Regions from separate parts of the Rattus norvegicus genome. Here region 2 is linked to region 1. Evidence: chromatin contacts called from public Hi-C data. All regions are on one chromosome and are shown on one strand. The core of a region is the stretch at or near the end of the contact, and the rest is flanking DNA. Distances in the headings are between cores, read along the strand shown. Region 1 holds the start of Zfp658l1 (zinc finger protein 658-like 1). Region 2 holds the start of Thoc2l (THO complex subunit 2-like).

Evidence for each region. A called contact is a pair of places that touch in the nucleus more often than the background predicts.
Region 2: a Hi-C map of kidney shows a contact between it and region 1, with 3 times the contacts expected there. The contact joins the promoter of Thoc2l here to the promoter of Zfp658l1 in region 1. A contact is called at or near these places in 2 of 12 Hi-C or Micro-C datasets (kidney and mammary epithelial cells).

What each region holds. Positions count from the first base shown.
Region 1 is chr14:5,240,390-5,244,639 of GRCr8, reverse strand. Zfp658l1 (zinc finger protein 658-like 1) reads left to right here and starts at 1,696. Exons shown (of 4, transcript NM_001177909.1): 1 at 1,696-1,820. The coding sequence starts at 1,791. LOC134481698 (a long non-coding RNA gene) reads right to left here and starts at 269. Exons shown (of 2, transcript XR_010057428.1): 1 at 1-269.
Region 2 is chr14:5,537,213-5,541,462 of GRCr8, reverse strand. It overlaps Thoc2l (THO complex subunit 2-like), which reads left to right and starts at 1,817. Exons shown (of 9, transcript NM_001379099.1): 1 at 1,817-2,034.

The sequences.
Region 1 (4,250 bases), core at 447-2,946:
GGCTTGGTATTGGGTCGGGCCTCATGGGGATCTCTGACACTTGTACACCAGGAGGTGGAGTGGAAGAGGCTTGAACTCAGTAGGAGGCTCCTCCCCCAGGTCTGGGGGAGGAACAGGGAGCTATGGCTTAGATCTAAGTCTATGTAGGAAGTGTGTTCATTCACTGCCTCAGGATCCTTGTCGCTCTCTTCGTAGTCAGAGCAAAGCTTCACATGCTGACTCGTGTGGAGCAGCCCTCTCAGTTCTTCTCGTCTCTCATGAGCTGGATACCTGCACCAACTTTTCTCAGACATCTTCTGTTTTTGTTTTCTAACCACCATTTAAATTTTCAATAACAGAACACAGTGTCTGTGCTCAGTCTACTGCTCTAGCCTTGGATCTGAAAACATCATTTCTCATGATGTTGGCGTGCTTTCTGCATGAAAACAAAAGAGAACAAAACAAAAGAACAAACAGAATTTGCTGGTCTGGGAGTGAGGCTCAATGATACAGGCAAGGTGTAATGTCCACCACTCATTCCTTGTGATGTACTTATGTATAACACAAAGTTTACCATCTTCCCCATTTTATCTTTTGCATGTTCATGTGTGTGTAGTCTGATGTGTGTGTGCAGTCTGATGTGTGTGTGCTGTACATACCGTTCATATGCACGTGTGCCTGTGTGCGTACAGGTGTGTATACATACGGTAGTCAGGTGTCAACATTGGGTTATTTTCCCCTGTAGAGAAACCATAGTTCTATGGCATACTCAATTGTGGTTGTGGACAGGTGTGTCCTGGTTCTGCTAAAATGGATTAATTTGGGAATCTATAAGAAAGGAAAGACTAGTGAACGAACGGACGATACAATGTGGTGTCGATGAACAATGGATATATTTCACCATAAAAGGACAAGGAATATCTTACATATGTGTTATGATAAGAACTTAGACATCATACCAGTGAATGAGGATGATATGAAGGGACAGATAGTGTGACTTTACCGACACATTCAGAGACACGATTCCTGGATAAAGTGGAGTCGAGTACCAGAGGTTCCTGGAGGCCCTGAGGGCTTAGTCCATAAACTTCCCTTCCCAGACATTCTTCCCTGCAAAAAGTATTTAATCTCAGGTCAGACCCCGAGAAAAGATATGTATCTCTTTTCTGCCACAGTCAATAAACAGATTAGAACCAAGGACGGTCTCTCATTTACCACCACCATGGGTAACGCACAGAACATCTTCCCCCCTCCAATAGAAGGCCCATCTGTGCTTCCAGCCTGCCTCTGCCAAGCTAAGGCCCATCCCTGCTGAACTAAGCCATAGCTCCCGTTTTCCCAAGGCCTGGGGGAGGGTCCTCCAACTGAGTTCTTGGCTCTTCCACTGCACCTCCTGGTGCCTAGGTGTACAAGTGTCAGAGATTCCCTGAGGCCCGACCTAATATCAAGCCAAGGTATCCCCGAACCAGCTCTGGCTTCTCCTCTCATCCCAGACTGCTTTTCCCATCCCAGAGCGCTGTCTTGGCAGTCCCCTGAAGCCCAGTACCAGCCAGGCGAAGCACTGCTAAAACACAGAGAATTTCCCAGCTTCAGAGTCCCAAGAGGCTGTGCCTAGTGGAGACAGGGACTGACAGATTCACTGGCCAATCAGGACCTCCATGAAACCCTCCAGTCAGAGGAGGAGGAGGGTGCTTCCGGGAATCCCCTTTTCAGTGTCCGTGCACTTTAGCCCCTTTTAGAGGTCTGGTGTGTTGTGCTTTGACTTAGCTGCTGCGTACTGAGGGAACGTAGGCAAGCTCGGAAGTTGCAACATGGCCAGGATATTCTCCCTGCTCACAAAGGTGAGGAGCGGAATCTGTTGTGGTGGGCCCTACACAAAGGTGGGAGGAAACAAACAGCTTGATGCAGCCATGTGTGGGGTCCCTCTTGTTATTAGTCATTCCTGGAGTTAGCAGTGGCATCTGAATGACTTCATTGGCTGGGCCGAAGCTGCACAAAGCGTTTGGCGCAGGGGCTTGTGTATAGAGACACCATGGGGAGGGTGCCAATGTCAGACAACCTTAATTTCTCCAGTACAGTCGGCAAGTTCTTCTATTTAACATTTGGTTGGCATTCATTTGGAGTTAATTTTGCTAGGTTGTAAAATAAAGCTCATGTGTTGGGTGTCTGAAAGCATATTGTTTCAATATTTTAGGTTTTTTAAAAAACAAACAAACAAACAAACAAACAAACAAACAACCTTTGAACAGCTGCCTGTTTAGCCGTTTAGAAAATTGTTTCTGAGACAACCTATATTGTCACCTGGATTCAAGTCTCATGCTCCCCCAGGGCAATGACCCTACTTTCCTTTTTATGAAACTTCCTAAATTCTTTAGACAAAGGGCCTTATCACAAGAGCATTTTAAAATTATTCATCTCAGTCATGTAAGGAATGGTCCTCTGAAGTAAAAGTAAAATACTTGCAAGGGAGCATGGCTTCTGCCTTCAGACCAGAAAGAGGAAACAGTTTACTGTGTACACTGCAGTGTTAAACAATGCAGACAAGAGCCAGCGCACAGACATAAGTTTAAGAGAGCCATCTGCAGGGGCCACCTTTAGGAAGGAGGTACTGTATGGGGCGGAGTGAGTGATTATTTTTAAATTCCCCAGCATTTATTAATTCATGCGTGGGAAAATAGTCTACATTGGTGGACATAAAGGTTGGGAAGTTTATGTTGAACCAAACTTTGTTGATCCAATTATGTCAGCTCAGAAATTTGTATCAGGGGCTATGGGGATAGCGGTGTGTGTCAGGTTACAGATCTCAGCAGCTAATGTTGCACATAGCAACAAGATCGTACGTCATCTCACTGATGCCATTTCCTTTAGCAGGGAACGGCCTGCTCTTCTTGAAAGTCACTAAAGCTGTGGATTTTTCCAATTTTACCTTTCTTTTCTAAGAAGTGGGTTGTTAGTAACACTTGTAAAATTTCATTTTCTCAGAGCGTCATGGCTCGGATCGACTATTTGTTCTTATTTGTCTCTTGGAACTTAAGAGTGTTATTCCTTTTTCTCAAGTCTTTACTTACTTGATTCACTATAGTGTAATTTTTTTTCTTGGATTTTTTTCTTTTACTTACATTTCTTTTTTTTAATTTACATTTCGGATGTTATCTCCATTCCCAGTTTCCCATCCATAAAACCTCTACCCCATCCCCCTCCCCCTTCTTCTATGAGGGTGCCCCCCACCTATTCACCCACCCTTTCCTGCCTCCCTGCCCTAACATTCCCTTACACTGGGGGGTTCCAGCCTTGGAAGGACGAAGGGTTTTTCCTCCTATTTGTGCCCAACAAGGCCATCCTCTGCTACATATGCAGCTGGAGCCATGGGTCTGTTCATTTATAGTCTTTGGGTGGTGGTTTAGTCCCTGGGAGCTCTGGTTGATTAGTATTGTTGTTCTTATGGGGTTGCAAACCCCTTCAGCTCCTTCAATCCTTACTCTAATTCCTGCAATGGGGACGCCATTCTCAGTTCAATGTTTTACTTCTAGCATTCGCCTCTGTATTTGTCACTCTGTGGCTGAGCCTGTCAGGAGACAGCTATATCAGGCTCCTGTCAGCATGCACTTCTTGGCTTTATCAATATTGTCTAGGTTTGGTGGCTGTGTATATATGGGTGGAGCAGGGTCTGAATAACCGTGCCTTCAGTGTCTGTTCCAAACCTTGTCTCCATATCCCCTCCTATGGATATTTTTGTTCCCCTTTTAGAAGGACTGAAGCATCCCCACTTTGTTTATCCTTCTTGAGCTTCATGTGGTCTGTGGATTGTATCTTGGGTAATTCGAGCTTTTGGGCTAATATCCACTTATCAGTGAGTGCATACCATGTGTGTTCTTTTGTGATTGATTACCTCACTCAGGATGATATTTTCTAGTTCCATTCCATTTGCCTATGAATTTCATGAAGTCTTTTTTTTTTAAATACCTGAATAGTACTCCATTTTCTGTTTCTGTTCCTCTATCGAGGGACATCTGGGTTCTTTCCAGCTTCTAGCTATTATAAATAAGGCTACTATGAACATAGTGGAGCACATGTCCTTGTTATATGTTGGAGCATCTTTTGGGTATATGCCCAGGAGTGATATAACTGGGTCTTTAGGTAGTACTATGTCCAATTTTCTGAGGAATCACCAGACTGATTTCCAGAGCGGTTGTACCAGCTTGCAGTCCCACCAATGGAGAAGTATTCCTCTTTCTTCACATCCTCAGAAGCATCTGTTGTCACCTGAGTTT
Region 2 (4,250 bases), core at 568-3,067, 300 kb before region 1:
CATTGACTCTACCCTCCAATAATGTGAGGACAAACTTGTAACCCTGAGAGCTGAAAATCAGTAGGCACACCCCACAGGGATACACCGGAAGGCATTTTCCTAGGATATGTAATAGGCATAATCACGCATGGTTCACATCCATGTACTTCCATTTCCCCAAGACACAATGCAGAAAACGAGTGGGCCTGTTTCCTGTGTACAGCGTGAGTCAGTCGCCTGTACAGTGGAGGGGAAAGTAGCCCTTATCTTAGTTACGTTTCTACTGCTACGGTAGCATAGATAACACAACCCCGGCAACTTATAAAGAGTTTATTGGTGCCTACAGAGGATGCGCCCATGACCATCGCGGCGAGGTGTATGGCATCAAGCAGGTAGGCATGGCGGTGAAGCAGTAGCTCAGAGCTTCTGTCTGGTTGGTAAACATGGCAGACAGCTAACTGGGAATGGTGTGTGCTTCGGACACCTCAAAGATCACCCCAGTGTGCGGTAACAACTCCTAATCCTCCCGAAAGTTCTACCAACTGGGGACCATATACAGGAAACCATGTGTGTTCCATATTGCTCACAAAGCTAAACGTTAATCTGCCATGACTCAGCTCCACTCCTGCACATATGGCCAAAGGACACCCTCCTACCGATGCTTGCCTAGCAATGTCCATTTGCTGCTCTATTCACAGCAGCTAAGCGTGAACACCCTAAACGCCTGCAAGCGATGGGCAGCAATGCAGATGTGGTGCAGGCTCACAAAGGGATAATACCCGTCTGTGAGGAAAACGACATCATGAAATTTGCAGGTAAGTGTAGCTCTCACCAGGCTGCAGGCATGAAATGGTTGCTGGAGGAATAAAAATGAACATCATCCCATCGTTGTTCATGAATTATTTTCATGTTGGGGAAAGGCATCTAAATAGAAATAAATGCCCGGAAAGTGACCAAGCCACTTATACAGTACCTGCTGTTATGTGCAAGGCAATGTACTAGATTCTGGTCATGATAAGATTTTTTAAAATGTGGGTCTTTATCTGTCTAGAACTTACTATTGAGACAAAAAAAAATCCCAGTAAGTCATGTTTTTGAGATACATATATGCATACACACACATCTCACTTGATTTTATGTATTTCTGTTGCTTTATGACAAGATGGTTATTTATATACTCATGAGCAATGATTTTATACATACACCACATAATAAGATAACAGAAATGGCAGTTTTTGGAGATAATGTCAAAATGCGAGTTCAATTCTTACTGTATTTGAAACCCCGATGCCTGTTTACATTAAAAAGAATTTTAATCTAGAAATACAAAAGAATTGTAGCCTCTTTTCATAGTGGGTGGGGAGCAAGCCCACAACTAGCATTATCCCAGTTCCCACAGTATGTCCAATAACCATTAAATATTTCCAAGTTTCTGTAAGATGCATAAAAAAAAAAGTTTTATGAATAACCTTAAGGGTTTTGTTGGGAACAGATTTTGACAGCAGTGTCTATAGTGAGCAGGTATTTTAGTCATCTTTCCCTAGCTCATGGCTTGTTTTGTAGTCTTGAGACTCAACATACTTGCCGTAAACTGACTTTTACCATAACACACCAGATCTTCCACCAGTTGAACCACGCCATTTCAGAAAGCTCGCAGAATTATTTGGATTTAGCATTCACTTTCAAATGAAACTGCGAGTGCACACAATCACCTAAGCAAGGTATTTTCTAACAAAAGTGCAGTCATGACTCAAGGCCTCAGTTTCCCCCACTCAGCCTGCCGTCAAAGTGCGGCCGCGCATGCGCAGAGGACACGCCGCACCGCTGCTGTCCCTCGGCAGTGACGTCAACCGAGCGCCGAGGAGATCCCGACCCGTTTTCCACTGTTCTGTGAAGTTGGCCGTGTATCGTTGGTGTCCCTGTCGAGTTGGGTCAGGAGGGCGCGGAGCAGCGAAACCCTTCCCGAGCTGCGGTGAGGAAGCGGTTTCCGGTGGCTGGAGTGGGGAGGCACGAGCTGACGCGGCCGCGGACGGCGACACCGGCCGAACGCGAGCGGTGAGTCGGCATGGCGGCCCCCGGGCGAGCGGGCGGACTGCGGCCTCTGTCCGGCTCGGCGGCGGCTCGGCGTGCCGGGCTGTGCTGACACACGTAGGGGAAAGCTGCGGACCCCCGAGTCTTTCCGGAGCATTCTCGAAGCGAACAGGCTATTAATGAGCTCTGGTGTCACGAGGCGCTTCCTCAGCCCGACGTTTGGTGGCTCCCGTGAGCTTCACAGGGCACACAAAACGCCCGCCTGGCCAGCAGTAGGTGGTTTCTGGACCGCGAGCTTCGAAGAGATTAACTGTGTCTCAGGTGCAGTAAACTCAGGATCTGGAGCGAAAGGGGTGAAGAGTTGAAAGCATTACCAGGAATGGCTCCAGTATACCTCATCCGGTTGTAATAAGTAGTTCTCTGCAATATTCTGAAGCTGTGGAAGTGCTGGGGACGGGAGAGGGGGTACGATTAGATTAAGAAAAAGGACAGGGTGCCAGGATTTTAGAAGTGTGTTTTGCCATCCCTACGTTTGCCCGCAGAATCTACCCTCAGACATTTAGAGCCAGTAGGAGATTATTTTTCAGGATGATATTTATAACCAAAATCAGAATATTATCAACTGTGTTAAATTGTCACTGGATATTATTGTTAATTCTTCCCCCGGTTCAAGAAACTTAGACAAGGTGCTTGGACAAGAACGTTGATTGTTTATAGAGTACTAAAAACACTACAGTATGCTTTAAAGAAACTTGAAGGCTCGTCTCCATGATATGCCCAAATATTTGACAGAAGTTATTCTTTTGGATGCCTTTCAGAAGACGTTTTAGTCTTAAAGACTCATATAAGTATTCACATGCTTTATTTCAAGCTAAAATTGGGATGATAGCTTCTTCATACTTAACAGTCATTTTGATATCAGCCAGCTTTGTAGTTCCAAAGAGCAAGACTATGGGAAACCATATTTCCATTTCAGTTAATAACAGGAGGCAAAGTTGCAGTCACACCAAAAATAATTTTTTGTTTGGGTCAACATGAGGAACTGTATTAAAGGGTCACAGTATTAGGAAGGTTGAGAACTGCTGGCATAAATGTAAATGAAAACACAAAAGAAATTAAAAGAAAGCACATCACAAAATAGAGAAAAGGATAGTTAGCCAGATAAAGCATTCTGGTATTGTGAAAATAAACCATGTAGGCCAAGTTTAATTCCCACCACTGCCAGTATGGAGAGGCATGCATGTGTGTATCAAGTACTATATGGAGTACAGGGGGTTCTCATCACTTAGCATAGTTCTAAACCATTAAACCAAACCACAGTAAAGAAGCTTGAATAGTTACGGATTCGACAACTCCATGCTATATTGAACAGATACCTAATTTGATACTGTAAAGTGTACTCGTTAAGAAACTTCTGGACCTTTCCTGGAGAATGAAATTATTAGAAAGGTGCCAGGGTTAGGTACAAGATGACTGTTTTATACAGTCTAACTAATCACCCATACGTTTGTTTGCTTGCTTTTAAATTCACTTTACATCCCTATGGCTGTCCTCTCTCCTGGTTTCCACCCCCCACAGTTTCTCCACCTCACCCCTTCTCCCCTTCTCTGAGTGGAGCACCTCCCCCATCCCCAGCCCCCTAACCCTGGCACATCAAGTCTCTGCAGGGTTAGATACTGCTTCTCCCACTGAGACCAAACAAGGCAGCCAAGACCCCACAGACAGGTAACAGCTTTTGGGACTGCCCCTGCTCCAGTTCTTCAGGACCAACATGAAGTTGCATATTTGCCTGGTGCTGGGGGGCTTAGTCCAGTCTGTGTATGGTTTTTGGTTGGTGGTTCAGTCCCTGAGAGCTTCTTAGGGTCCAGATTAACTGTTGGTCTTCCTGTGGGGTTCCTATTCCCTTCAGGGCCCTCAATTCTCCCCCCAACTTTTCCCCTAAGAGTCCCCAAACTCCATCCAGTGTTTGGCTGTGGGTCTCTGCATCTGACTGAGTCAGCTGCTGGGTGGAGTCTCTCAGAGGACAGCCATGCCAGCCAGGCTCCTGTCATGCAAATCCTTTTGGGTCTGGGTTACCTTGCTCAGAATGATATCCTCAAAGTTCGTCCTTTTGCCTGCAGAATTCTTGAAGTCCTGGTTTTTAGTAGCTGAATAGTATTCCTTGTGTAGATGTACCACATTTTCTTTATCCTTTCTTCAGTTGAGGGATATCTACGTTAACTTGTTTCCAGTTCTGGCTA